Linked DNA regions of Mus musculus: all the other regions are linked to region 5. The links are chromatin contacts, called in public HiChIP or PLAC-seq, capture Hi-C and promoter capture Hi-C maps. All regions are on one chromosome and are shown on one strand. Each heading gives the region's core, a stretch centred on a gene start, on an enhancer-like site or on the middle of the called end of the contact. The rest is flanking DNA. Distances are from core to core; before and after follow the strand shown. Region 1 holds the start of Tecpr1 (tectonin beta-propeller repeat containing 1). Region 2 holds the start of E130309D02Rik (RIKEN cDNA E130309D02 gene). Region 3 holds the start of Rac1 (Rac family small GTPase 1). Region 4 holds the start of Fam220a (family with sequence similarity 220, member A). Region 5 holds the start of Eif2ak1 (eukaryotic translation initiation factor 2 alpha kinase 1). Region 6 holds the start of Daglb (diacylglycerol lipase, beta). Region 7 holds the start of Kdelr2 (KDEL (Lys-Asp-Glu-Leu) endoplasmic reticulum protein retention receptor 2).

Region 1 (3,518 bases), core at 666-3,165, 410 kb before region 5:
CACACTTCTGATTTCAGTTTTATTTGTTCTGTGTGGTTTGCGTGTTGTCACGTATATACAAGGGCGTGTGACCATCTAGAGGCCAGAGCGGAAGGCTGTAGTTTGGCTCATACTTCAAGAGTCCAGCCCATCCTGGTGGGGAAGGCAAAGTGGCTCTGTCAATTCTGGGAGAGGCTGGTGAGCCCTGTATTTTTTCTAAACCATTTCTGGAACTCTTCATTAGGCAATGCACAGTGATGGCCAAGTGACCCAAACCTGATTAGACAGAAAAGCTAAGAAGGGAGAAGAGCTAGGTGACAGAACACGGGCAAGGCCCCGCTTCGATCCCCAGCACTGCAAGCAAAGACCAAACAGCATGCTCGTACCACACACCTTCCTTCACCCCAGATATAGCAAAACATCAAGTGTCATGATACAGCCTAGAATCTCGGCACTCAGGAGGCTGAGGAAGGAAGGTTGCAAGTTCAAGGCTAACCTGAGCTACATCGTGAATTCCATCCCAGCTTGAGTAATTCAGTGAGACCCTGTGTCAAACCAACCAACCAACCAGGCAAGTCAGCAAGATGGCTCAGAGGGTAAAGACACTCACCTGAAAACCTGAACTCAATTGAATATGGATTCTCGCTTCACAATAGAACTAGACAACCAATTCCAATAAGTTGTCCTCTGACCAAAGACAGAGAGACAGACACACATACACTAAATAAATGTTGTAAGGAGAGAAAAAAAAAAGACCCCCTAAAACTAACGAGGGGCTGGAGAGATGGCTCAGACATTAAGAACACCTGCTCTGCAGTGAGGACCAGAATCAGATCCAGCGTCCTCTTAACACACCAGGTGTCCCTGCAAATGACTTAACCTTAACCCCAAGGTGAGCAGAAACCAGGGGGTGTCAGGGGGTTGCTGGATTCCAGCCTAATGAAGACAGTAGGCAACCTTGCCTCAGAACAGGCAGAATAGCAGCAGAGAGCACCCGGTGGATGCCCTCTTCAGGCCTGTGTGGGTTATATACAGGTACACACACCCCTACACACAACACATACATCTGCTTATACTCTCACACATAAACAAATCAAAATCTAAAACACACTAATTAAAAAAAATAATACAGAATTTACCGGTGAGGTGGCTCAGTAGGTAAAGGCTGAGAAGCCTGAAGTACTGAGTTCGAACCCTGGGACCCACACGGTGGTAGGAAAAAAACCAACTTTAGAAAGCTGTCCTCTGATCTCTGCACCTAGCGCATTGCGCACGTGCACACAGGAACACACATACAAATAAATATTTTTTTAAAAACTAAAAAGTTAATAAGAGGCTAGAGAGATGGCTCAGCAGTTAAGAGCACTAACCCGGGGACCCGGTGTCAATACCCAGCATCCACATGGGAGCTCACAACTGTGACTCCAGTACCAGGGGATCTGACAACGTCACACGGACATGAATGCAGGCAAAAGAAGGCAAACTGCACAAGGCACATAAGAATAAATAAATCTTTAAACAAGAAATGAAGAATTAGAAATGACGACTATCCTTTCTTATGAAGGCTGGAAAACAGACTCCTGTGTCAACTAAAGAAATCCAACCCTGAAAAAACCTGACTCCGCTTCGGGAGCGGTGCAGGCCGGTGTAGACGAGAAGTGCTTCAGGCAAGAAGGAGGGACGTGCCGGAGAAGGTTGGAGCGCAGGAAGCAGGCATGTGAGGACGCGCTGGGACCCGCGGAGTCCTGAGAGGGGACGTAGCAACCCGCTCCTTTCCTCCCGACTAGCACAGAGCGCCGCTGGCTAGCGGGACCCGGCGCGACCTCGAGAGTGCGCACGCGCGCCACCCCGAGCCGGAGAAATTGCGGCTGAGCGCAGCAGCCAATCGTGAGCTTCCAGGCAGTTGCGTCACTCCGAATCTGGCCGATCAACGCTGAGTTGATTATTGCTTCCGGCCCGCCCTCTAGCCTGAGGCCGGGGGAGGGCCGGACTGTAGCTAAAACCGAGGAGTACAGAAGCCTCCGCTGGGAACCCGCCCCACCGGGCGTGGGCACAGGTAAGTGCGGCGCGATGTCCCCGTAACATCGGTGACAAGGGCCGTGGAGACTCCGATCGATGTTATTTGGGTGGCACAGAGCAGAGGTGCTCCCAGTTTTCCGATCCCTCTCCTCCATTGGCTGCGTTAACTGGGACGATCGAGGGAGGGAGAGGGGACTGTACTTGTGTTCTCTGCTGCACACCTACAGGGCACCACCCCTACCCCTGCTTTGGAACCCCTAAATGTCTGCTCGTGAACCCGCTTCATAGCATGACCCCCATTGCAGCCTTTGCAGCCTTAGGACTGCAGAGATTTGAAGACGCCGATCGCCGAGCCTGCATGATTTTAGAGAAATGGAACATCCAGGAGCCTGTCTGTAGCCTTTCTTCTCCCTTGACGTTGGGAGCAAATCTGCTTGCTTTAGGATTAGTGTAGGCAGATGGTCACAGCCCTACAGCTCCGACATATGCTCCTGGTGACAGTGCAGGGGACCCACCTGTCGCCCAAGTGCAGGAACTGGGATCAAAGCCAGGTCGCTTCCTGCCGGCTGGGGCTGGGCCCGACTCTATTTACTCTCCAGGAAGGGCCCCCACTCCCATACAAGCTCTGATATTTCCTGTCTTCTTTTTTAACCCTAACATCACCTTGGAGTGGTCCCTGCGCTTGGCAGCCAGGAAACAACTTTAATAGCCAGTGCACATCAGACAGGAGTGAGGGTGTAATAGAAAAACCAGAAGAAGTCTTGCAGCCTGAAGACAGATTCCGCAGAAGTAAACGTTTTGTGGCTTCTGTGTGCTGTGTTGTGGCCTCAAGAGCATCTACTGCCCACTGCTTGCTCTGCTTTTTGTTTGTTTGTTTGTTTGTTTGTTTGTTTTTATGTATATGAGTACACTGTAGCTGTACAGATGGTTGTGAGCCACCATGTGGTTGCTGGGATTTTGAATTCAGGACCTTCGGAAGAGCAGTCAGTGCTCTTAACCACTGAGCCATTTCTCCAGCCCTGTTTTCTTGTTGTTGCTGTTGTTTTTGTTTTTAATTTCTTTGTGTGTGCAGATGCACAAGCGGCTGTGGAAGTCAGAGGTCAACCTGCACCATCCACTTTGTTTTTTTAAAGCTGGGATTTCTCACTAGCCCGGGGCCCACTAATTAGGCTAGGCTAACCAACCAGGAAACCCCAGGGATCCATCCACCTCTTCAGCTCTAGGGTTATAAGCAAGTGCCATTGTGGCTCACTTACAAGTATTTTTACAGTTTAGTGTGTGTGTTTTGCGTGTGTGCGCACACGCATGCGTGCGTGGCTCATGGGTGGAGATAAGAAGACAGCTTGCTGGAATGTGTGCTCTCCTTCCATCAGGTGGATCCCAGGGACCGAACTTAGGTTGATCAGCTCCGCAGCCACTATCTTCACCCGATCAGCCATGTAGCTGACCATGCCCCCATACTCACTTAAAAAGAAAAACAACAACAAAAAACATGGGTTAAACTTGGGTCCTCCTTCTTA
Region 2 (3,714 bases), core at 707-3,206, 500 kb after region 5:
TGCACGAGCTGTCTCCACATATTTGTCTGTAAACAGCAGACTGGCAAAGTACTGTCTGTGTCTTGAGTGACCTTTCTGCCTGTGTGAAAGTTATCCTGCAACAAGCTGTCACACACACTAGGCTCATGCCTGGGCTGCCTGCCTGTGTCTGTGTTGACTGTGACTCAGATCTATGTTCCAAGGGTCAGATTTGAGGCAACTGAAGTGCATATGTGTGTGTATCTGTGTGCTTGCACTTGTGCAATACATGCATGTGACAGACAGACAGGGAGACAGACAGAGACAGAGAAAGAGAAATAGGGAATTTTGAGTGTGGGGCCTCATGAATGCTGGGGCATTGGCACATTTTTCAGCTGTATATACTGCCTGGTGGGTCAGATCTGATGCAGAAGGTCAGCTGAGTGATGAGTCTGCACCACAGGGTCAGGGCTGGTGCTCAGGCATTGAAGGCTATTTGCTAACACTCTGGTTTTCTGCCCACAGCATCTGTTCCTGGCATTTCCAAGGATTGTCTTCCTACTGGGCTTTGTCATCGTTTTGAGCATGCTCCTGGCTGGCTACTTGTGCTTTGCTCTGTACCTGGCTGCCACCAACCAGACCACAAATGAATGGTATAAAGGCGACTGGGCCTGGTGCCAGCGCTGGCCTCTGGTGGCTTGGTCCCCATCAGCTGAGCCCCGGATCCACCAGAACATTCACTCCCACGGGTTTAGGAGCAACCTTCGAGAGATCTTTCTACCTGCTACCCCCAGTTACAAGAAAAAGGAGAAATAGAGCGGAAGTGCCCTGCCTTTTAAATACAGTGCACACCTATTTGTACACATGGATATTTGTTTTCTCATCATTGTCTGTGTTGGTTTCTGCTGTGTGGGCGTGAGTGGGCTTTAGTGGGGAAAAAGAGATGGGAAGCTAGGCTTGCTGAGTTCTCGTGTCTCCCAGGGCAGATTTCCCTCCTGCCTATATTCTGCTAGATCCAGTAACTTCTGAGGTCCTAGTGTGAGAAGGGTCAAGAGATGTCCAAGGCTCTGGGTGACAAGGAGGCCTTTGCCTCTTTCACTGCACCCTTGGGCGCCTGAACTAGGACCATAAAGTCTGTTCCCTGATGTACAAGAGAGTCTCTGGGCTGTGCCCAGCTGCACTCTCTCCCTGGTCTGTTCTTTCCCAGGCAGGGGCCCTTTATCATCTTAACTAAATCCTCTCAGCCATAGGCCTCTTAGTCATTGTATTTGTGAGCCACACGCAAGACTTTTCCATTCTGTTTAAAATCTCTACTCCCCGATGGGCGGTGGTGGTGCACACCTTTGATCACAGTACTCAGGAGGCAGAGGAACGTGGATCTCTGAGTTTGAGACCAGCCTGGTCTACACAGTGAGTTACAGGACAGCCAGGGTTACACTGAGTACCCCTGACTCGAAAAACCAAAAGAAAAAAAAAAATCTCCAGTCTTCATTAACAGCTAGTTTAGTATAAATTGTAAATAAACCATCGCCCATAGATTGTATAGAAATCTTGAGCTGGGGAGTGGGAGTGTTGTAGGGTGGGAGGGTTTTCAGGAACAGGGAGCACGTGGGCTAAACCTTGTACTAAGATTCCCATAGTCCTCCTGGGCTGGGCTAGAGCATAGCAGTTAAGAGGGTCCAGGAGTCAGGAGAGAATTTGGAAACACTGACCCTGGAACAGAAGGATCAGGGCGTGGGGGTGCTTACAAGCATCATTTGTCCTAGTAGTCGCCCCACTCCCGGGGGCGATCAGAGCACGTCCTGGTTGGAGGGGAGCATGAGAAGGCTTGGGTGCGTGGTGCCGGCTCAGAACACCTCCGAGTGTCTGATAATCAAACACCTCTGAAGCCGGAGAAACTCTTGCGAAGACGGCGGGGCGGGGCCTCGTGCTTGCCCGTGCGGGCTTCACCGCCAGGGGGCGCCCACGAGAGCGCGCGGCCGCAGCCCGAGCTTGGCCCCTGCGGGCCGCCGTCGCCATTCAGCCGCCGGTTCGGCCGAGCGGCGTCGGCTCCCGCGGCTCTGGGCGGCGCCGCAGTCGGACCCCAGGATACTCGCTGGCCCGTGGCGGCGGCGGCAGCGGCGACGATGGTCCCCTGAGCGGGTTGGCGCCTGTTAGAGGCGGGCGGGCGCCGCGACCCTGCCCGCGTCGGGGCCCAGGCCGGTCGCGCCTCTTTGTCTCCGGGCGGAAGTAGGACTCGCGGCGGGGACAGGGCGGCCGCACCATGAGCGACATCCGCCACTCGCTGCTGCGGCGCGACGCGCTGAGCGCCGCCAAGGAGGTGCTGTACCACCTGGACATCTACTTCAGCAGCCAGCTGCAGAGCGCGCCGTTGCCCATCGTGGACAAGGGCTCCGTGGAGCTGCTGGAGGAGTTCGTGTTCCAAGTGCCCAAGGAGCGCGGCGCGCAGCCCAAGGTGCCCGCCCCGGCCGTGCCCTCGCTCGGTGACAGGAGCTCGCCCCGAGGTCTCGCTCCTCTTTCCGCTCCCCCGGCCTTGCAGTCCAGCGGCGTTGCTCAGCCGCGTGCCCGTTTCGCAGGCGTGTGACAGTCGCCCACCAATGAATGATCCGGGGTGGTGGCTTTGTGAACTGGCTACTTAACATCCCTCTGGGATGTCGCTTAACTAGATGCAGGGTTTTTTCCTTTGCTTATTCATAGAGTTAAGCCCCCCCGGGCTTAGGCTTCTGAAGGGTGAAAAAAATACACCCTGGGAAAAAGAATAGATCTGTTTTCCTTTTTCAAACACTGTCTTTCTGTGTACCATGTATCTCGGGCCAGCCTGAAACTCATTATCGGCTAGACTCAGCCTCGTGTGCGCTGGGATTCTAAGCATCCACTTCCCTAATCTCTTAGGGTGGGAGCTAAGGGGCAGGTGGAGGCCCTCTTCTCACAGCTTCTCTTCCGGGTTTGTTTTTACAGAGACTGAATTCCCTCCAGGAGCTCCAGCTTCTTGAAATCATGTGCAGTTACTTCCAGGAGCAAAGCAAGGACTCTGTGCGGCAGATCATTTTCTCCTCCCTTTTCAGCCCCCAAGGGAACAAAGCCGACGACAGCCGAATGAGCTTGTTGGGAAAGCTGGTCTCCATGGCCGTGGCCGTGTGTCGGATCCCCGTGTTGGAATGTGCGGCCTCCTGGCTCCAGGTACTGCTCTCGAAATAGCGTCTCCCACAGTCTCCGTAGACAGGATAACAAGAGTTTGGATGTTCGTAGAGGTCTTTTACACGTGCGTGATGTCATCGATCATCCCTGCCTGGGTGCTACACCCAGTCCCGTTTTTTTTATGGAGCAAACATTTTTTTTGTTTCTTTGATTGACTTTTTTTTTTTGAAAAAAGAATTTGGTATGTAGCCCAAGCTGAATTCAACCCTCATGACCCTTCTACCTGAGTCTCTTGAGGATTATAGGGTCCACGTGTCTGGCTCTGGAATTGTAGCCTTCTTGTACACAAAGTAGTAAAATTAGGATTTGTTTCATTTTGAAACAGGTTCTGATTATGTAGCCTGGGCTGTCCTGGATCTCAAAATGTAGACCAGGCTGGCCTTGAACTCAACCCAGACCAGGTGTCTCTGCCTCCCTAGCATTTGCTATTAAAGGTGTATGCCATCACACCCAGCTTACTTTTAGTATTACTGTGCATGTGTGATGTGTGTGTGGTTGCCTGTGCCACAGCACATCTGGAGAGGCCTGAGGACAGCTGTGTGAAGTCGGGTCACTACT
Region 3 (3,894 bases), core at 76-2,575, 290 kb after region 5:
GGAACTTGCCAGGCAAGTGTGAGGAACAGAGCTCCAATCCAGAAACTAGTATACTAGGAGGGTACGGTGACTCACCTGTAACTCCGGAAGATAAAGATGGGATCTCCAGGGCAAGCTGGTTGGCTAGATTAACTGGAATTGGCCAGTTTTGTGTTCAATGAGAGATCTTACTTCAATATATATAAGGTGAACAGCAACTGAATACACCCAGTGTCAACCTTGGTCTTCTATACACATGTGCACCACACATGTGCCCACACATGAAAACATGCACACACACACACACCACAGATAACCAAAAATATCTTTAATGTTCTTGTCTTCTAATAGGCTACCTTATTTGTGAATGAATTATATGCTTACCCTATCATATCAGCAATCTTTAAAAGAATTCTTCTGACCTTTATCCTTCTGTTTATTATTTTAATGGTATGTATGTTTTTTTTTCCTTATATTTTTGTTTATTTAGTGCTCCCTCCCCACCCCCCACCCCTATTGAGAAAGTCTCATGGTAGGTCAGGTTAACGCTGGACGCTACATAGCCAGAGGTCAAACTTCAGATGTTTCTGCTACCTCCAGTCCAGAGCTGGGATTCCAGGTATGCACTACCTGATATATACCACATCTGTTTCATACCGTCGTGAGGTTCAATCCTAGGGTTTCATATCTGTATCTGCTCGGGGAAGCACTCTACCAATTGAGTTGCATATCCAGAGGTTGGACTTGAGGTTGATCCCCAGGATTCTACTGCTTCCGCCCACCAAGTGCTGGGATTACAGGTGAGCCACCAGGGCAGGCTGTGATGTGCTAGGGATGGAGCCCCAGGCTGTACATGCCGGCAAACATTCTGACTTGGCTACATCCCTAGCAGTTTCTTTTTTGAGACTGGATCTCACTGTGGCACGAGCTATACAGAATTTTCTAGCAGGATCTTACGCTACAGCATACTGTAGTTATCACATAACAAGGGGGCTCAGGAATCTCTCCATGGAGTTGGCACAAGTAGGTTGCGAGCGAACGGGACCCTACCACTGACCCGAACCCGTAACCCCAGGATTCAGAGGGCTTCCTAAACCTGGTCACAACCGGGACGCTTTAGCGTGCCAAGATGGCGGCCGCCCCGCCCCGCGGCCGCCGAGCCCGTTCTCCGGCTGGAGCCGACTGTTGCCGAGCTTTCCCGAAAGCCCGTGGAAGCCAGGAACGGCGCGGGCGGGCGCGCGGGCGGGCGGGAGCGGCCCCGCCCGGAGCCTGGGAGCTGCGTCGACGGCACCGAGGGGGAGGGGAGGCCGGATGTGAGTGGAGCGGCCATTTCCTGTTTCTCTGCAGTTTTCCCCAGCTTTGGGTGGTGGCTGCTGCTGCGCTTCGCCTTCCCGTGCGCTGAGGGCCCGGCGGCGTGGACAGCAGTCCCGGCACTCGGCGCCCCGCCGCCCGCAGCCTCGCCCAGCGCTTCCCGAGCCCGCCGCTTCGCGCCTCAGCCACCGGCCGCCGCCGCCGCCGCCGCGGCCCACCGAGCGGCCCAGATGCAGGCCATCAAGTGTGTGGTGGTGGGAGACGGGTGAGTGCACGGCCGCGCCTGGCGCTCCGGACCCGGTGCCGCGCGCAGCGCCATCGGGGGCCCCCGCAGGCCCGAAAAGCCTCGAGCTGGCGTAGAGCGCGCGCCCGGCCTTCTGGGGGGCGCGAGCCTCCCACCCTCCCGGGCCTGGTTCCGGATTCTGGTTGGGGGAGGGCCTGGGCGAGCCGGCCGGAGGGAAAAGTGAACTCCACCCTCCTGCCTTCTTCCCGGGCCGGACGCCGCCCGTCGCCCTACTCGACTTGGCACGTAGGCGAGGCTGGTTTGAAGAATTTTTCTTGAAACATTTTTAAAAAAAATTTTTGTCTTTTGAGAAAGGGACGTATAGTTTCTTCATTTACTCAGGGTACCCCCTCGCACCCCCCCCCCCGAGAACTGGGATAGGTAACGGCCTCCAAGTCGGCCGGCCCTGGTCGATGCATGTTTGCACCAGTCACTTGGGTGACCTGGAACTTGGGAAAGGGCTCGGTTGCTTCGACTTGACAGGGTGTTTATAAAAATATTCATTTTCACACTTACGCCGAGAAAGTTACTGGGATGCTAGCTGAAGGAGTGTGATGAAGACTGTCCATTGAACGAAGTGTGGTTATTAAAAACAAACAAACCTTCTCTGAAGGCATTAGATATGGATGTAGCAGATCCAGCTCCCTGTGACTCGAGGCAATTCTTTTCGTGATTGACCGTGATGGTTTCAGGCCCTTGAGGGAGACAAGACTGGTCTTATGCAGTCCGTCCCGTTCCCCCCACCCCTTCGGTAGAAACAAGAATCTCAGTGTAATCGGAGCAAAATCGCGCGTCTCAGCGTAGCTTGTGTAGGTTCGTGTTAACGAGGAAGCTTGGAGATTTACCACCCGTTTCCTCAAACGCAGAGTGCAACTGGTCCACTTTCTAGTTCAGTCGAGTACGTTGCCAAACTTGCTTAATGCCTTCCACACTTGCAGTGAGCACTCGCCGCCCATGGGTTTATGAGCCCGTGGATTTATGAGCGATTGTTCAGCGTATTTACAGAACTCTACATTAGACTTTGGGATCGTCCCTGTAACTAAGTCAGCCAGACGGTCAGAGAACTTTATTTTTCTGCTAACATGTCTGTCTGTGGGATTTGTCTCGGAGACAGGAAGTCTCATGGATACGGTTCAATGTATTTAACGACACACTGGAATTTCATTGAGTAGGAATGTCAATGGTGCTTTCCTTTCACCTCCTAAAAGAAAGCTTTGTCACTTGGGGCACTTAGTTTGATAGTGAAGATGTTGTATTGTGGGGCCGGGGTCTTTTTGTGTAAATCCTAGTTTCTGACTGCCTTGGTCCCAACTCCATGATTCTCCTGTTAGGAGGACATGGACATAGGCGTTGGGCTTACAGGTATGAGCCACAGGTCTGCTTTAAGTGAAGGCAAGATGGCTGGGTCTGTCTGTCTGTCTCTCTTTTTGTATTGCGGTTGAACTATAACATAGCACCTTGCTGGGGAACGTTTAAAACTTACCTGAACTTTCCTTGAAAAGTTAAAAATGTTTCACCAGCAGTTTGTGGGCTGGGGAATACTACCACATTCCTAGTGTTTTAATAAGTTAAATTGCTCTGTCACCATCCTCTTTTCCTCCCAGAGCTTAGGGACCAAGGGGAGGAAGAGAGATTATAAGAGTCAGAGGTCAGGGACACCCAGCGGAAACAGTATTTTCTAGATTCCACTTGTGAACTCAGCAGCAGCTGTATAAGATCCTAGCCCAGGGCAGAGAGGGCCTAGGCTGAGTCGAGATGGGCCCTTGATGCTTCTAGGGGTGAGCCAGTCAGTGTTCTCTATGGATGTGGTCCTTGAGGGAAACTAGCCCCAGTGTGAGGCCTCACACTGTTGAGTCTATGGATGGGCAGCACAGATTGGACTAGGTGAGTTTTTAGGGCTGGGGTGGAGTTGGAAGGAAGTAGGGATGACTATGAAAAAGTACATTGAAAGACATCTCAAGACAATTACTTTTTAAAAAGGTAAATTGCTGCTGATCCAAACCCAAACCTTAGTGCTTGGGAATTCCTAAGACCTGACATGCACATGCAGCAGGTATGCCAGCACTCATTCTGTAACCCCCACCCCCAGCTGGGCCTCAGGGCCTTAGGTTTCCTGGCACGTCTGAACAGCTGAGATACGTCTTAGCCTGTTGCTGGCTTTAAAAAGAAAATCTAGTAAAAACGTGTAGAATGCCTCCTGTAGGGTTCATTTGGATTGCCACACCTTTCTTTTTCTCCCTACATTTTTTAATGTGTATGGGTGTTTTTGTGTGTATGTCCGTGCCGTATGTTGATGCCAGCAGAGGATCTCCTGAGACTGG
Region 4 (3,942 bases), core at 1,173-3,672, 270 kb after region 5:
GGCTGAGTCTCTTACCTCCACCCTTCAAATGCTAGGATTATAGACATGGATCACTGTACCTAGTTTATGCAATACTGGAGACTAAACCCAGGACTCTGTGCATACTAGGCAAGCACTCCACCTCCTGAGCTACAGCCCTAGCCCCGTTGTTTGTTTGTTTTTTGTCTGTTTGCTTGTTTTTAATGTTACAGAACACAGCAATCCAAGATATAACATTTTGTATTAAGTAAGCTCTTGTAGTCTTTCATGTAATTTTCTTTCTTTCTCTCTTTCTTTCCTTTCTTCTTTCCCCCCCCCCTTCACTTTCTCCTCCTCACTCCGGCCCCCACTTGCTCTGGCCCATAGGTTTTTTTATTTGTTTCTCATTACGGTTGGTTGTGAGCTACCATGTGGTTGCTGGGATTTGAACTCATGACCTTCAAAAGAGCAGTCAATGCTCTTAACCACTGAGCCATCTCTGCAGCCCTCATGTAATTTTCTAGCCAAATACAAATCATATGTAAAACTGGACACCAGATTCCAAAGTGGGACTGGATGGGTCCAACACAGACTGCAGACAACTTTTGCTTCATCACCAAAGGTTTTTTGTTTTTGTTTTTGTTTTTTGTTTTGTTTTGTTTCCTTTTTGAAAACTCTGAGCTAACTTGATGTTCACAAATCAGGAAGTCTGATTTCTCAAGTCTGATTTCTCTCGGAGGTGGTTACCAGATCTGGCAGAGACACTGGAGCCATGTTTCTACAGGTAGGTAATTGGCAGGAACACAGGCTTTCTGGTTGATCTCACTTCCCACACCCAGCACTCCACTCATTTGTGGCACCTGCTGTAAAGGCTTGACGGTTCTGCCCCATGGCCTGATATCACTTAAGATGCTACAAGCCCTGCTCATGCTTGTCTAACATTCACAAAGTCCCGAGTTGATCCCGGCAGCACCTCATAACCAGGGTGGTACACACACAACACCTCCCCACCCCCCCCCCAAAAAAGTAAAGAGATTCTGATATGGACCTCAAATTTGGTTTTTCTTAACTCCTTTTAACCAATTTTGATCAACATATTTGGCTTCCGATTTCATGTGGTCTGTGTCATGGACCATTTACACACACCAAGTCCATTACACTCCAACTTGACCCAACTGCAGAAAAACTAGGTAGCACTATACTGAACTGGCGCCTCTGCACACCAGGGAACAACATAAGCACAGTAAGGCTGGGGTTAGGGCTGGCAAACCAATGCACCCACCGGGTTCATTTCCAGAACCACAAAAAACCAAAAACAAAACAAAAACAACAACAAAAAACCTCTGTCAGATTACATGCTTCCCAGGGGTGGAGCCAAGTCCTTCCTTCCAACACAGCCTGTGACACTCCAAGGTGTGTAAACAGAATCCAAGTTCACTATGCAGCCTTTCTTACATTTTGAGACAGAACACTCAGGTCCGTAAGACCTCTCCGCTAGAAAAAAAAGCATTTTGTAAATTCAAGATAGAGAAATGTCAGTCATTTTCAGCAAATGAGGCCTCCAGAATGCTGATGCAGGCATGCTGTTAGTCCACGTCTAAACTGTTGCAGGCCTCTAAATCTGTTTTCCCTCTTTCTCTCTCATCTTCATCCCTATCGCCATTTCTAATCCCTGGTCAGAAGATACCGAAAACATTGGTCAAGACACCATTAACTTTCAACCTACAGTACAAGGATAATATAATATACCGTCACAAAGTTTGGGGAACCAGAATTCACAAAGGAACTCGCAGCTACAGGATCGCCAACAATTTGTCATTTTTGAGGACAAAGCGTCCTAAGGGACCTTCCTGTCATCTTTCCTTGGACCCCACCCCCAGATGTGGGAACCTACCTTCTGAAGCATCCTCTATGCAGAGTAGGGTAACGGGGGTGGGAGGGACGCGGTGTTTGGTTCACACTCAGCCTCAGGCTGATAGCATGAGCCCCTTAGCACCTGCATCCCGCCGAGCCAGGTGGGCAGGGATGCGGAGGGCGCGGCTCACCTACCTGCAGGCGCACGTTGAGCATCATGGAAGCCACGATGTAGAGGTAAGGAAAGTTGATGCGCAGCCGCCAAGCCAAGTCAAAGAAGATGAGCAGCGTGCGGGTCAGCCCCTTGCAGAAGACCCCATAGGAGCGGGCGGCGGCCGAGCGCGACAGCCGGACAGCCAGACCCGACAGAGCCGTCGCCATATAGAGATCCGCGGCGCCCCCACTGCCCGCCCGCCCTCCCTCTCCGCGCCCCGTCGCCCAAGGCCTCCTCTCCCGGGCCGCTGCTCAGCGCTCAGCGATCTCAGGGAGCAAGGGAGACCGCGGCGAGGCCGGCAGGAGGGCGGGCCGCGGGGGAGCCGAGTCTGCGCGTCACTCTCCGGAGGCGACTCCACCAGCTACCACCTGGATTCCCGGCCGGGCCGCGCGGCCTGACGTCACAAAGCCGGCCCGCGCCTGCGCAGGCAGCAGACTCCGCCTCCCGCCCCGCCCCGGGCCGCCCCGCCCCTCGGGCGGCTTTCCTGCAAGTGAAGTGCGCATGAGTTGGAGACTAGGGTTGGCTGCGTTGCATCTGGCGTCCTCTAATGGTGAAGAGTTGAGAATAACGACACAGGGAAAGTGGCGTGGTGGCGCTAGCCTGTTAATATTCCAGCACTCAAGAGACTGAAGCAGGAAAAACATGAACTCAAGGCTGGCTGCTCCTCCAGAGGACCCTCAGTTCAGTTTCCCGTACCCACACTAGGTGGCTCAAAATCCACCTGTAGCTGGCTCCAGGAGAGCCAATATCTGACCTTCCTGGGCATCTGCACTCATTCGCACACACACCACATCCAAATAAAAATCAATCTTTAAAATATAACAGAAAAGAGATGATGCCTGGGTATGGCCACAGGTACTTTATAACACACATATTCCTAAAAATGGTTACAGTGAGACCAGCAAAATGGTGAAGTAGGTAAAATGCACTTCCCATTGCTCCAGAGGATCTGAGTTCAATTCCTGAGACCCTCATGGTGGAAGAACACAAGTGACTCTAGGGTGTTGCCTTCTATGCTGCTCATTTATTTTTGTTAACGTGACACAAGATAGACCAGCAGTTCTCAACCAGTGGGTCGCGACCTCTCTGGAGACCGAACGATCCTTTCACAGTGGTTAGCCTAAGACCACCTGTATATCAGATATTTACATTACGATTCGTAAAATTAGCAAAACTAAAGTTATAAAGTCGTTGTGAAATAATTTTATGGTTGGTGGTCACCACACGAAGAACTGTATTAAGGGGGTCGCGCATTGGAAGGCTGAGAACCTCGTCTAGAGTTATCTAATTCCTAGAGTTATGCTGGAAAAAGGAACCTCAATTGAAAAACTGCCTCCATCAGGTTGACCTGTAAGCGATTCTGTACGGCATCTTCTTGTTTGGTGATGGGTGTGAGAGGGTCCAGGCCATAAAGGGTGATATCAACTCAGCAGCAGCCTCCTGAAACTGGAATAGCAACAGGTTAGCGCTGCCACGCCACGTTCCCTGTTATCCTCAGCTTCACCATTAGAGGGCGCCAGGACGCAACGCAGCAACCCCACTCTACGACTCACACATGTAAGAAAACAAGGTAAACCTGGTGGTCCGTGGTGGTGATGGTGCATGCTTTTAACCCCAGTACTCAGTAGACAGAGGCAGGCAGATCTCTGTGAGTTCGAGGTCAGTCCAGTTTTTAGACTGAGATCCAGAACAGCCAAAGCTACACAGAGAAACCCTGTTAAGAAAAGAAAAGAAATATAAGGCAAAGGCAAATAAATTCTTTTCTCCCCACCTTGTTTTTGGTAATAGTGTTTAGCACAGCAGTAGAAATCAAAAAACACATCTTCCCATCTCCTCCAGCCTGCTGTGTTACATGCATGTATACACACACACAAACACATAAACTAAATAAAATGTGACTTTTGTACTGGCTGGTT
Region 5 (3,461 bases), core at 290-2,789:
ACGTTCCACAGACCTTTCTATGTTTAAAGGCAAAGAATCAGCTGTGGGTGAATACTCGTCATCTCTTTAGAAGAGGCATCACCACGGAAGCAGAGCCGTATTAACAGGAAGAGGGCAGAAGTTCGAAAGTTTGTCCTCGCTCACTCCCTTCCGGAATAATCTTTGGTGTGCAGACACTCTTATCACGGCGTCACAGAAGAGATGGACCTGCATGTTTACAGCTGGGCCCTCTCCTAGGACACACACTTGCTCGGCTCACGGGCTACAGTAACATGCCACTTGCCGTGTGGGGAAAATCTGCATATTCATTTAAAAGTTATCTTACAACCAGCCTCTATACAGCCTACTGAGTCACCACGATGAACAACTTTTATTTCTCATTGTGGTCAATTATTACAGGCAGGATTTAAAAATGAAAATGGAGAAGAAAAAAAAAAAACCCTGAATTTAGTGTACACTCCTAACTCCACTACAACATACTCATTTCTAGCTTTACTGTAACCTTATAAGCATTCTGTGTATACAGCTAAAACCTCCTTGGATGTATGTTTTGGGGGCTGGAAGATAAACCCAGGATCTCACTCATCCTAAAACATTCTCTGTCACTGCTCCACCGTCATTATCCTTTTTTGTTAGTTCGAGATAGAGTCGTATGTACTTCAAACTGCCCTGGAACTCAACATGAAGCTCAGGCTTGCCCTTCAAGTCCCGATCCTCCTGCCTCCACTTTCCATACGTCTGGGTTACAAGAGTGCACCACGACTCGGTGTATTCACTATCGAGAGCACAATTTCAGTTTTAAAACGGCTCAAGCAACTGGTACCAACCAACTGCACTTTCTGTAAAATACCAGAACGTTAACCTACATAAGAATCGATGTTTTGAAGACGACGCGCCTTACGTTACACAATTTGATTTACATGTATCAAAAGCCTCAAGAAAACTGGAGCGTTCGTGTACTACCTCGCTAAAAGAAATCATTACTTATCTAATCTTTACTTATCTAATCTCATTCTAGCAGTGAACAAAGATTACACTCAGCGAAGAAAAACAAGAAGCGAAAAGCGGCCTCGGGGAAGTGGCGCAAAACAGAAGTCAAGAAATACAAATGCCCACAAACGGGTAGAGCGTAGACGCTCTTGTAGTAAATATTTACCTAACCCTTGACAGCCTGCCCGCCACCTCCCGGTGCCCTACAGCTCTGGGCCCGAGTTCGAGCCCCGAGGCGGCCTAGGATCTTAGGTGACCACCGGGGACCACTGGCGCGCAGGAACTCATATGAACAGCGAACCGTGGGACTGCGCGAGCCATCCCTGTCTCACCATCATACTTGGGGTCCGACACCTCTGCGGGGAAGTCGATGGCAGGAGGCGCGGCCACCGCCCCCGCCGCGTCGTCGTCCGTGTCGCGCTCGCCGTCCACGGAGCTGCCCCCCAGCATTGCCGTTCGGAGCGTGGATAGTAACCTCGCTCTGCCGGTCCCCAGACGCTGCCGGCCACTAGAGCCTCCCCCCAAGCCGGAAGTAACACAAGAGCCAACGGAAGTCCCGCCCCAGTGACCAGGAAGTTTCTGTAGGGGGGCGGGCTCTCGCTGTCCCGCCCCTTTTTTCTCTAAAGGAAATGATTGGCTGATCCACTGCGGGTGTGCCCCGAGTGGGCAGGACAAGCAGGGGTGTGCTGGCGCGGCGTGGTGCGGCGCTGCCTGTGTAGGAAGGACCTTTCTCCTTGACCCTGTGGGTTGTGTCTGGTTCTCTGTTCTTCCCATATTATCCCTGTAGGCATCATAAACGCTCAGATCTCACACCTGCAAACTTTTCTCTGGAAAGTATAATAAGCAAGGGGACCCACACTCGGAAAGACAAAGACCGCGTGTTTCTCGCTCAAATGCAGATATCCTAACCTGTAATGGATATACGTGGGAGTAAGTGTGGGTAAAGCCTAACAAACCAGAAAGAAGACCAGAGAGAGTGAAAACTGATGTTGGGGCAAGGGCAAAGTAAATAAACCGAGGGGAAGATACATGGTGCGCGGGGGAGGGAGCGGGGAGACCGGGAAAGTAGAAGCAGTATTTTATGGATGTTGGTATATCAACTCTGCCTTCATATGTGTGTCTGTTGCCTATGGAGGCCAGAAGAGGGCATCAGATCCCCTGGGACTGGAGTTACAGAGGACTGATAACTGATGAGAATTGGACTAGGTCCTCTGCAAGAGCAGCAAATGCTGTTGACTACTGAACCGTCTCTCCAACCTCTTCTTTGTGTTTTAATTTCGAAAATCCAGCCATCTAAGGGACCTAATTTTAGAAGTGATGCATATATATATATATATATATATATATATATATATATATATATATATATGTACATGTATATGTATAAGTGATACGTATATATATAAAATAACTATCTTTTAAAAAAATCACCCATCGTAGTGGTTTATATGCTTCTAATTTTTAAATTTGAGCACTTGAGAGGTAGAAATGAGAGGACCAGGTGTTCAAGTACATAGTGAGTTTGAGGCCAGGCTGACTTAAATGATACCCTGTTTCAGAACAAAAACAAATTTATCTACAAGTCCTGACTCGAGTAGAGCAAACTTGCTTTGATCCATCACAGACCATAGCAAAATGGGAAATGCCAGAGAGAATCTAATCTAAAGGAAATTCTTGGGTTTTGAGACTAACTTTCCAGTTGGTTTCAAACCAAAGGTTTTTTTTTTCCTTGTGACCACCTGGAACCCACCCACCCACCTCCAAAGCTACCCTAGATGATGAAGTTAAGATTCAAAAATCGATGCTGGGACTTGGGAGTAAGTTTACTTGTTGCTCAAGCCTAAGGACCTGAATTCAAATCCCCAGAAACCCACACAAAAGCCATTGGCTACAACTGTGCATGTTATACTAGAACCTGCAAGGGACAGAAACTGGAGAATCCTTGGGGCTTGTTGGCCAGCCAGTCTTACCTAATCAGAGAGCTCCAGGATCGATGAGGAGCCCTGTCTCAAACACACACACACACACACACACACACATACATACATATGCATATATATGGTGGAGAAGGCTCAGTGGTTGAGAGCACTTGTTTTCAGAGGACCTGAGTTTGGTTTTCAGCACCATGTCTAGCAGCTCAAAACTATCTGTAACTCCAGCTCCAGGGGATCCAACACCTTCTGGCCTCTGTGGGCACACACACATACACACATCCTCACACATACACATATACATATACAAATACACACATACCCTCACACAGACACATACACACCCTCACACACACACACCCTCACACATACATACATATACACATATACACTCATACCCTCACACACACACACACACACACACACATATATATATATATATATATATATACATACATACACACAAATACACACACAAGTTTAAAGAAATAGGGTGATGAGCAGTAAAGAAAAACTGATACCATCCTCTGGCCTCCATAT
Region 6 (3,759 bases), core at 758-3,257, 350 kb after region 5:
GGACAGGGGAAGTGGAGACAGGAGGATGAGAACTTCGAGATCGTCCCACACCTCATAATGGGCTTTAAGGCAAGCAAGAGATGTAGGAGACCCTGTCAAAAATCGAAACCTAGACAAGCTAGGGTTCCCCAGGAAAACACCCACCGTGACTTAGAATCACGTGGTTGCTAAACGAACTTACACTTGCTGAATTAATATCAGGATTTGTATGTATGTGTGTGTACTTTAACGTTCAGTAAACACACATTGTAGCCAACTGTAATTCAAAACCAAGCAAGCAGGAAGCAAATTATGAAAATAACGTATCAGGGTAGATACAAATAAACACAAAAGGAGAAGTCCTATGGCCTCTTGACTGTATTTTGTAACTCGGCGGTGAACAACGATAGCATGAATCTCCAGAGGGAATGGAGCCACTGAATCCCCCTGGAGGGACTTCAGCAGCAAACAGACCCGCTTAGCAAGAACGTCCACCTTTTTAAAAAACTATATCTATTTATTTGAGGAAGACTATGCCATCCCACACCTTCGGAGGGAGGTCAGAGAGCAACTTAAAGGAGCCAGTTCTCCTCCTACCATGTGGGTCCCGGAGATAACAATTTAGGTCATCAGGCTTGGCGGCAAGCACCTTTACCCATCTGAGCTCCCCTGCTGCCCAAGATGGTCCAATTAAAGATTGACATTCCAAAGCCCTAAGAGGTGTCATCTGAGGTGGGGAGGATTTAACTCAAAGCCTAGCATACGTGAAGCCCGGGCTCAAGCACTAGAGGGGAAAAAATAAAGGTAAGATTGGTCTAGATAACTTTTCTGTCCCCGTACCACCCCTCCCCCCGCACCTCTTTTTTTTTTTTTTTTTTGAGGGAGGGTCTTGTGCAACTCCCCTATGACTCACTGTATATCCAAGGATGACTGTGAACCGCAGATGCTCTCCGCAGATGCTCTTACACCACCCCCTAGTCCTGGGATTTACAGGTGAGAGCCGCCACTATCAGTTCTGTGTGGTGCTGGGGATCCCGTGCACACAAGGGCCTCCTTCATGTTAGGTGAGTACTCTACCAAAAGGAACTGTTACACCTTCAGCCCCTAGATAACTTTTTCTGTCCAAACACCAGAGCTCCGTGTCAGGAGTTTCAGACTAAAAACGATCTGAGAAAAACCCGGCCTGTCTAGAAAGGGCTTTGCTGCTCCTATTCCTTTACCTCTTGAGAATGCTTTTTTTCTAAGAACGTTATTCCTCGTCGGCAGGCGTGCCAGGGGCTGACTTCACCCACCGGTGCCGTTTCCCACTGAGCCTAGCTGCATTTTGCAAAACCGGCCTATTATCCTGGTTTCTATGAATTGCTCCGAAATTGCTATTTCCCAGATTATTGTTTTGCATTGACAGGGACTTTGATACCCTCCCAGCAAGAAAAAGGACAGGTGTGATCCAAAGTTCCGGAGCCGCGGGCTTCAGGAAGGAGAGACCTGGGGGCTATGGTTTTTAGATGCTCACATTTCCCTCACGCTCTCGAGGCTAGGGCTCGGCGCTGCACCCTAGGGCTCGGCTCCTACCCTGCAGAGCTGAAGGTCCCGGACCCTGTCAAATACACAGAGCGACTGCCTCTATATCCTAGGTGCAGACAGATTGTGCTCCGGGGGCGCGGTTGCCCCTTAAGCACCAAGAAGGCACGACTTTTGTCGCCTTAACCAGCGCGCCTCCCACCCTCACGGCGGCCTCACTTACCACAGCACACGCAGGAACAGCTCAAAAGACCCGGGGAACACCAAGTCGTCGCTGGCTAGAGACCAGCGCCGGCCGAACAGCACCATCCCCGGCATGGCGCACCTCCCACCGCGCCGCCTAAGCCGCGCGCACCCTTCTGACTCCGCGCGTGTCTGGAGGGGGTCCCCAGCAGCGCCAAGGCGCAAGCCTACGTAAAGACCCGCGCATGCGCCTCCGGCCCGAGTCCGGAGCGCGCCCACAAGAGACGCGCACTTTGCTGTCTTTGCCTCCTTCCCAGGTCCCCTGACCCGGAAGTCAGCTGCTGGCTGTTAAGTGCCGGTCGGTGGCGTATGAAGTCCATTCCGGTGTGGTCATTTCTGTTTAATAGACTGAGGATTTAAAAAGATCTGGAGAGAATGCTCTCCCTAGAGAGCCGCGCCTATGAATAGTGAAGCTAGGACGTAGGTCTGGGTCTCTGAATCTTTCTAGCTTGGGATGACTTTACTGTACGCCTTTTAGCACCTCCATTCCTCTTCTCTCTCTCTCCACACACACCGTGCTTTATCCATCTTCATCCCTTCCCCTGCCTGGTCTCACTAATGCTAGTTCCCATTCTTCCCCACGGTCCCCCTGGTGACCGAGGAGAACCATCAGACCTGGTCTAAATTATGTCTAAGACTTGCAAGTCTGTGCTTCGGCGTAAAGTGCATGTTAATCCTTTCCAGAGACTTTTCTAGCGGAGTCTTACATCAAAAGCCTCTAATTAGTGTCTGTGTTCCCTCATCATCTACCTGCTGTACTCCCACACACATTTTAGCTCCCCAGATTTTTAGTGTCGGTGGTGTGCATGTGTGTGTGCGCGTGTTTTTGCATGTGTGGTGGGGCGCACGTATGTAGGTGCCTGTATACATGTGCTCATGCATGTGGGGGTCTGAGGATGTTATCAAGAACTGTACCCAGCTCTTCCACCTTGCTGAGGCAGGTTCTCTCAATCAAACACAAAGCTCGGTGAGCCGGCTGGTCCTGCGAGCCAGCTTGCTGCGGAGATCTTCTGATTTCCCCCGTACCAGGCTGTAATAACAGGTGTGCTACCACACCCATCCTGCACTTTCCTGAGTTTCTGGGAATCTGAACTTTAGTCCTCACACTAGTATAGCAAGTGCTTTAACTCCTGAGCCGTCTCCTTAGCCCTTTTCCTAACTCTGGTTTCTTTATGGTGCTTAATCACTCCCTGGCCCAAGTCTGCCTGCTGCCAGACAAGCTGATCAACAGAGATGGTGTCAGGCAAGGGGTTTAGTTTTAAGATCTGGACTTATAATTAGCTGAGAAGATGCGGGATTTGTGAAAATGTCCATCCTGAGGATGGGGATGTAACTAAGTTGGCAGAGTACTGTGCCTGGCATGCACAAAGCCTTGGTTTCCAATCCTAGCTACTGTGTAAACCAGAAGTGGTGGGACAGGTGTTGGGAGGTGGAGACAAAAGGGTTAGAAATTGAGGGTTGTTGAGATTTGGTGTTGTCATGCTAAATTCTACACCCACAGGTCTAGGTCTTCTACTTACAAATTTTTGTTGTGCAAACCTTGTTCCTTGATTTAAAACTACTGATTAAATAAAATTGGCTACAGTCAATTGCTGGAGGAATTAGAGGTAACCTAGGTTTGGAGTGACCTGGTTTTGGGGGAGGGAGGAAGAGGAAGAACAGGAAAGGGAGGGGGAAGTGAGGGGAAGAAGCTGCAAAGAGGAGAGAGGAGCCATGAGCACACAGTCAGAAGAAACAGCAAGAATCTGGGGTACACTGCTGGGAAGGTAGCCAGGCCAGTAGTTAAAAGAGTAGATTAGGGGTTACCTCCTAGTAATTGTCAAAGCCAAATAAAATAACTATAGTCTGAGTCTCATTTATTTGTAAGCTAGTTGGGGATAAGCTCAAATTGCTTGTACTACATTTTGACAAACCTGATACTGGGCATAGAACCAAACTATCTGAGACTCCCTCTCAGCACAAGGCCCAACTGCATGCTGGGACACAGCCCTAAACACAGTGGCTGGATTTCCAATG
Region 7 (3,816 bases), core at 570-3,069, 410 kb after region 5:
AAAGCCTGCTAACCTGCCTAAGACTCGGTTCCCTCATCCAGTCCGGGGACCGTTGACATGGTTATTTTAAGTACTGCCTGAGAGGAGCGCTATAACACTCAGCTGACTACTTAATGCACACCTATCGCAACTGAAGCAATTAATTGACTGTCATTCTGAATCCCACACTGGGCTCCCAGTTCACCTCCCAGTCAGATCCCCTGGTTCAGTACAAGGACTTTGTGACGTCCACTTCGATCGGGCAAAGGTCTTTTGGGTTGTGCTTACTTCCTGGATCTCAACTATGTTCCAGGGAGAGATGAGACCTTCAGAGAGCAGAGTCAAAGGGGCGGTGCTACTTTAGATGAGGTGTTATTAATAAACCAGATAGGTGGCGTCTCCATCACCCAGGGCCTTTAGGACTTCTATTTTCTGCTGTCTCTGAAAAAAATTAAATTTGAGTTTACAAAGTTATTTCATTTGGGGACATAGCATTAAGGACAGTATTTTAAGAATATATTTATTTAATCAATCAATTAATTAATGGGTTTTTGGGGAGCAGGGGGTGTTTTTGGAGACAGGACCAGCATGTAGTCCATTCTCATTTTGAATTCCTGAACCTCAGGTTACCACCTCTCGAGTGCTGGGATTACAGGCAAGCACCATCACACTCACCAAGAACTTATCTAAAACTTGTAAGATTCCTAATATTTAACGAAAGGCAGAAGTCCACAGCTATTATGTGAGGAAAGTTCACTCTACTGCCTCTCTGCAATGTAGTTTGAGGGAGGTACAGCGCCAACTCAATGGTGACGTGGAGCAAGGATACTAGCCGAGAACAGAGGCCTCTGTGGTACCCAGCGCTGGCAGTTTAAGAGAACCAGTTATTAGACGGCCACACTCAAGGATGAAAAACTAGCTTGCTTCTCAGAGTAACATGAAAACTATGCCAAGCAACTCACTTAAAAGATCCACATCTCTTTTTATGACGCATGAGATCCCGAACCCCAAGGCTTGAGTTGTAGCCTCATCAACTGTAAGCACAGGCCAGACCTGACACCATCCTGCCCCCACATCCCATCCTCTGCTTGTCCTTGAAGATAACAGAATGAATAGCAGGATGCCCCTCTTCCTCCAGCCAGCCCCACCTTCGCGGGTGGCCTGGCTGCCACGTCAGGCCCAGCTAGTCTGTGGTCCTATCCATCCTCCTCGAGCAAGTCTCCCATTGATTCCTGGGGACTCAGAGGCGCCCCCCAAAAGTCCCATGGAGAGGGACACGCCCACTAGAGCCCCACAGATCCCGTGCTAAACTTTTCAGATGCAGCAGGACGCGGGGGCAGTTACGCCAGCGCTCGCTGAGCCAGGACGGATCAAGTTCGCGAGCGGACCAAGCGCAGAACTGGGGGGCCCAGAGCTGCGACGGACACCCCAGCCCGTGTGCACACTCGGAGGGGTTTCGTTGCCCGCCGAGCAGGCCGAGATGGGTGTGTCTGGCCATCGCAAGCCCGGCACAAAGCCTCCGGAACGACCGAGAGCCGAATGGGTCGGTCGAATGGGCCAAACGCGCGCGCTCCTGCCCCGCGCGCCTCGCCCCGGCGGCCGCTCACCAGCACAGGAGCGCGTCTTCCAGATCTTCAGCAGTAGGATGACGATGGCCGCCAGGTGGGACAGGTCCCCAGTCAGCCGGAAGATGTTCATGGCGGCGGCGGTCGGCGCGGCACAGCGGCACCGGAGCTAGGCAGCGACTCGGGACGCGGCGACAGCAGCCCCGGAGAGAGGAAGCGGCGAAAGATGGCGGGAGCGGGCGCGACGTGGCCAGGGACGTGGCCGAACTGCCGTCGCGCGCGCGGGGCAGCCTGGGAGAGCGGGCGACCGCTGGGGCCACGCCCCCGCCACGCCCCTTAAAGGCCCAGCGTCGGTGAGCAGCCGGACTTTACATCCCGCGTGGACGGTCAACTGAGGACCCAGAGTCCTCCGCAATTTCCGTCTCCAGGGTTTCCGCCTAGGTGCCAGCGATTTCCTTCTCTAAGTTTTTGAAATGCCACTCAGTTGTGAGTATTGTCTTGTTTTTTTTTCCATTCCCTACTAAGATAGCAGAAATACCTATCTCAGAGGCATTGCGAGGGTAGAAAGCAAGATTAAAATTTCTGTGATTAAGAACTCCAGCTTCTCTTGTATAGGACCGAAGTTCGATGCCCAGCTCCTAACCTCGGGGAGCTTACATCACCTTTAACACCAACTCCAGGGAATTCATTGCTTCTGGCCTTTGAGAGCACCTGCACGCCCATGCACACACCCACACACAAACTAACACACACATTTTAAATAATAATAAAAATAAGTCATAAGAAATCTGTCAAAATCTATTAATTTTTATTTAAAATTACATTAAAATTTTGTATTAGGGATGGAGAGCTGGCCCAGTGGATAAGAGCAATTGCTGTTCTTCTAATAGACCTGATTTCGAGTCCCAGCACCCACAACTGCAGACTCACAACAGCCTGGAACTCCAGTTCTATCTGACACCTCTCACCTCTGAGGGTGCCTTCATGTGTGTGCGCGCGCACACACACACACACACACACACACACCCCTGAAACAATAAAAATAAAAATAAAAATTTATTTGTGGACTGTGTGGGCACATCCAGTCAGGCCCAGTTCTCTCCTTCCATCTTGTTGGTTCCTGGGACTAGGCTCAAATCTCCAGGCTTGGTGACAAGCCCCTTTAGCCGCTGAGCAACCCCACCACTTCTTTTTCTTTCCTCTCCCTCCTCTTCCTCTTCTTTCTTTTTGCTTTTATATGTCTGTTCACACGTGTGTGTGCACATGTGTAGGCTGTGAGGCCAGCTATTTCTAGGACCTTCTAGATCCTGTTACACCTTATATATTGAAGCAAGGCATCACACTTGAACCCAGAGCTTGCTGATTTGGCTAGTCTAGCAGGCCAGCTTGCCGAAGGGATCCCCTGTCTCTATCTCCCAGGCTTCAACACAGCCTAGCATTTATGTGGGTGCTGGAGATCTGGGCTGTGTTTCTCGCAGACATGTGTCAGCAATCTTTCTGGATTTACAGTGTTTCTTGTTTGCCATTTAAGAAGAAACTTGGAGGCTTAAATGATGGAGCAGGGTGGGAAGATGGGGCTGAAGCACTAACCCATGCGTCATGGGTTACCTTGGAGATGGCTCAGTTAATAAAGCAGTCACTAGCCATACATGAGGTCTGGAGTTCAATCCCCAGCCCCCGATTAGCCAGCTCCTTACTATTAATGTTAACGACTTAATTTTTAAGTTATTAAATAAATAACTTAAATTAGCAAAGATGTTGGGGCTGGGGCCTTCATGTGCAGCCCTGGCTGCCTGAGCGAGAGAACTATCTGACAGACAGACAGACAGGCTCTACTTACACTAGCACCAGAAGTCCACAGAGAGCTTAAGAAAGCCACATAATGCTGGGCGGTTGTAGCACATGTCTTTAATTCCTGCATTCAGAAGGCAGAGTCAGGTGGATCTCTGAGTTCAAGGCCAGCCTGTTTTATAGACTTGAGTTCTAGTACAGCCAGGGCTACATAGAGAAACCCTATCTCAAAGGGCTGGGGAGATGGGGTGGGGAGATGGCTATTGGACATGTGTGTGTGTGTGTGTGTGTGTGTGTGTGTGTGTGTTTATTCTTGTATTCTCTCCTCCCGTGATGTGGGCCCTGGCTCATTACACTTGGCAACAAGTACCCTTACTCCATTGAGCCATCTTGCTGACCCATGATGGCTGTTAATTGTTCCTATGCCTGATGGTGCAGCCTCAGCAAAAATTGTTTCAAAAGGTGCTGGACCTCTGGTTAT

The links. HiChIP or PLAC-seq counts read pairs in DNA pulled down with a chosen protein or histone mark. Capture Hi-C pulls out chosen DNA fragments and counts their contacts.
Region 1: a contact with region 5 is called in an HNF4G HiChIP or PLAC-seq map of pancreatic cancer cells. The contact joins the promoter of Tecpr1 here to the promoter of Eif2ak1 in region 5. A contact is called at or near these places in 2 of 115 datasets of contacts at active chromatin or transcription factors (the SCID.adh cell line and pancreatic cancer cells).
Region 2: an H3K4me3 HiChIP or PLAC-seq map of bone marrow-derived macrophages shows a contact between it and region 5, with 7 times the contacts expected there. The contact joins the promoter of E130309D02Rik here to the promoter of Eif2ak1 in region 5. A contact is called at or near these places in 1 of 39 promoter capture datasets (embryonic stem cells), 7 of 115 datasets of contacts at active chromatin or transcription factors (the SCID.adh cell line, astrocytes, bone marrow-derived macrophages and 3 more) and 2 of 9 other capture datasets (adipose tissue and macrophages).
Region 3: an H3K4me3 HiChIP or PLAC-seq map of embryonic stem cells shows a contact between it and region 5, with 16 read pairs. The contact joins the promoter of Rac1 here to the promoter of Eif2ak1 in region 5. A contact is called at or near these places in 1 of 39 promoter capture datasets (embryonic stem cells), 12 of 115 datasets of contacts at active chromatin or transcription factors (the 230-238 cell line, the SCID.adh cell line, embryonic limb bud and 7 more) and 3 of 9 other capture datasets (adipose tissue, liver and pancreatic islet).
Region 4: an H3K4me3 HiChIP or PLAC-seq map of the SCID.adh cell line shows a contact between it and region 5, with 21 read pairs. The contact joins the promoter of Fam220a here to the promoter of Eif2ak1 in region 5. A contact is called at or near these places in 3 of 39 promoter capture datasets (embryonic stem cells, erythroid cells and macrophages), 7 of 15 datasets of contacts at CTCF or cohesin (CD8 T cells, the G1E-ER4 cell line, embryonic stem cells and 3 more), 6 of 484 Hi-C or Micro-C datasets (bone marrow-derived macrophages, embryonic stem cells, liver and 2 more), 36 of 115 datasets of contacts at active chromatin or transcription factors (the 230-238 cell line, CD8 T cells, DN3 thymocytes and 23 more) and 4 of 9 other capture datasets (adipose tissue, liver, macrophages and 1 more).
Region 6: a contact with region 5 is called in a capture Hi-C map of embryonic stem cells, with 4 times the contacts expected there. The contact joins the promoter of Daglb here to the promoter of Eif2ak1 in region 5. A contact is called at or near these places in 2 of 39 promoter capture datasets (both in embryonic stem cells), 9 of 115 datasets of contacts at active chromatin or transcription factors (the 230-238 cell line, the SCID.adh cell line, bone marrow-derived macrophages and 3 more) and 2 of 9 other capture datasets (embryonic stem cells and liver).
Region 7: a promoter capture Hi-C map of liver shows a contact between it and region 5, with 2.5 times the contacts expected there. The contact joins the promoter of Kdelr2 here to the promoter of Eif2ak1 in region 5. A contact is called at or near these places in 11 of 115 datasets of contacts at active chromatin or transcription factors (the 230-238 cell line, the SCID.adh cell line, bone marrow-derived macrophages and 4 more) and 4 of 9 other capture datasets (adipose tissue, liver, macrophages and 1 more).

What each region holds. Positions count from the first base shown.
Region 1 is chr5:144,222,012-144,225,529 of GRCm38.p6, reverse strand. Tecpr1 (tectonin beta-propeller repeat containing 1) reads left to right here and starts at 1,915. Exons shown (of 25, transcript NM_027410.2): 1 at 1,915-2,035.
Region 2 is chr5:143,313,602-143,317,315 of GRCm38.p6, reverse strand. It overlaps E130309D02Rik (RIKEN cDNA E130309D02 gene), which reads left to right and starts at 1,956. Exons shown (of 6, transcript NM_172726.4): 1 at 1,956-2,413; 2 at 2,917-3,138. The coding sequence starts at 2,222. It overlaps Zdhhc4 (zinc finger, DHHC domain containing 4), which reads left to right. Exons shown (of 8, transcript NM_028379.5): 8 at 484-827. The coding sequence ends at 774.
Region 3 is chr5:143,525,424-143,529,317 of GRCm38.p6, reverse strand. Rac1 (Rac family small GTPase 1) reads left to right here and starts at 1,325. Exons shown (of 6, transcript NM_009007.2): 1 at 1,325-1,555. The coding sequence starts at 1,521.
Region 4 is chr5:143,547,200-143,551,141 of GRCm38.p6, reverse strand. Fam220a (family with sequence similarity 220, member A) reads right to left here and starts at 2,422. Exons shown (of 2, transcript NM_133703.5): 1 at 2,008-2,422.
Region 5 is chr5:143,815,870-143,819,330 of GRCm38.p6, reverse strand. It overlaps Eif2ak1 (eukaryotic translation initiation factor 2 alpha kinase 1), which reads right to left and starts at 1,539. Exons shown (of 15, transcript NM_013557.2): 1 at 1,323-1,539. The coding sequence starts at 1,440.
Region 6 is chr5:143,462,741-143,466,499 of GRCm38.p6, reverse strand. It overlaps Daglb (diacylglycerol lipase, beta), which reads right to left and starts at 2,007. Exons shown (of 15, transcript NM_144915.3): 1 at 1,724-2,007. The coding sequence starts at 1,818.
Region 7 is chr5:143,401,823-143,405,638 of GRCm38.p6, reverse strand. Kdelr2 (KDEL (Lys-Asp-Glu-Leu) endoplasmic reticulum protein retention receptor 2) reads right to left here and starts at 1,819. Exons shown (of 5, transcript NM_025841.4): 1 at 1,587-1,819. The coding sequence starts at 1,677. Gm20635 (a long non-coding RNA gene) reads left to right here and starts at 1,897. Exons shown (of 3, transcript XR_868670.2): 1 at 1,897-2,030.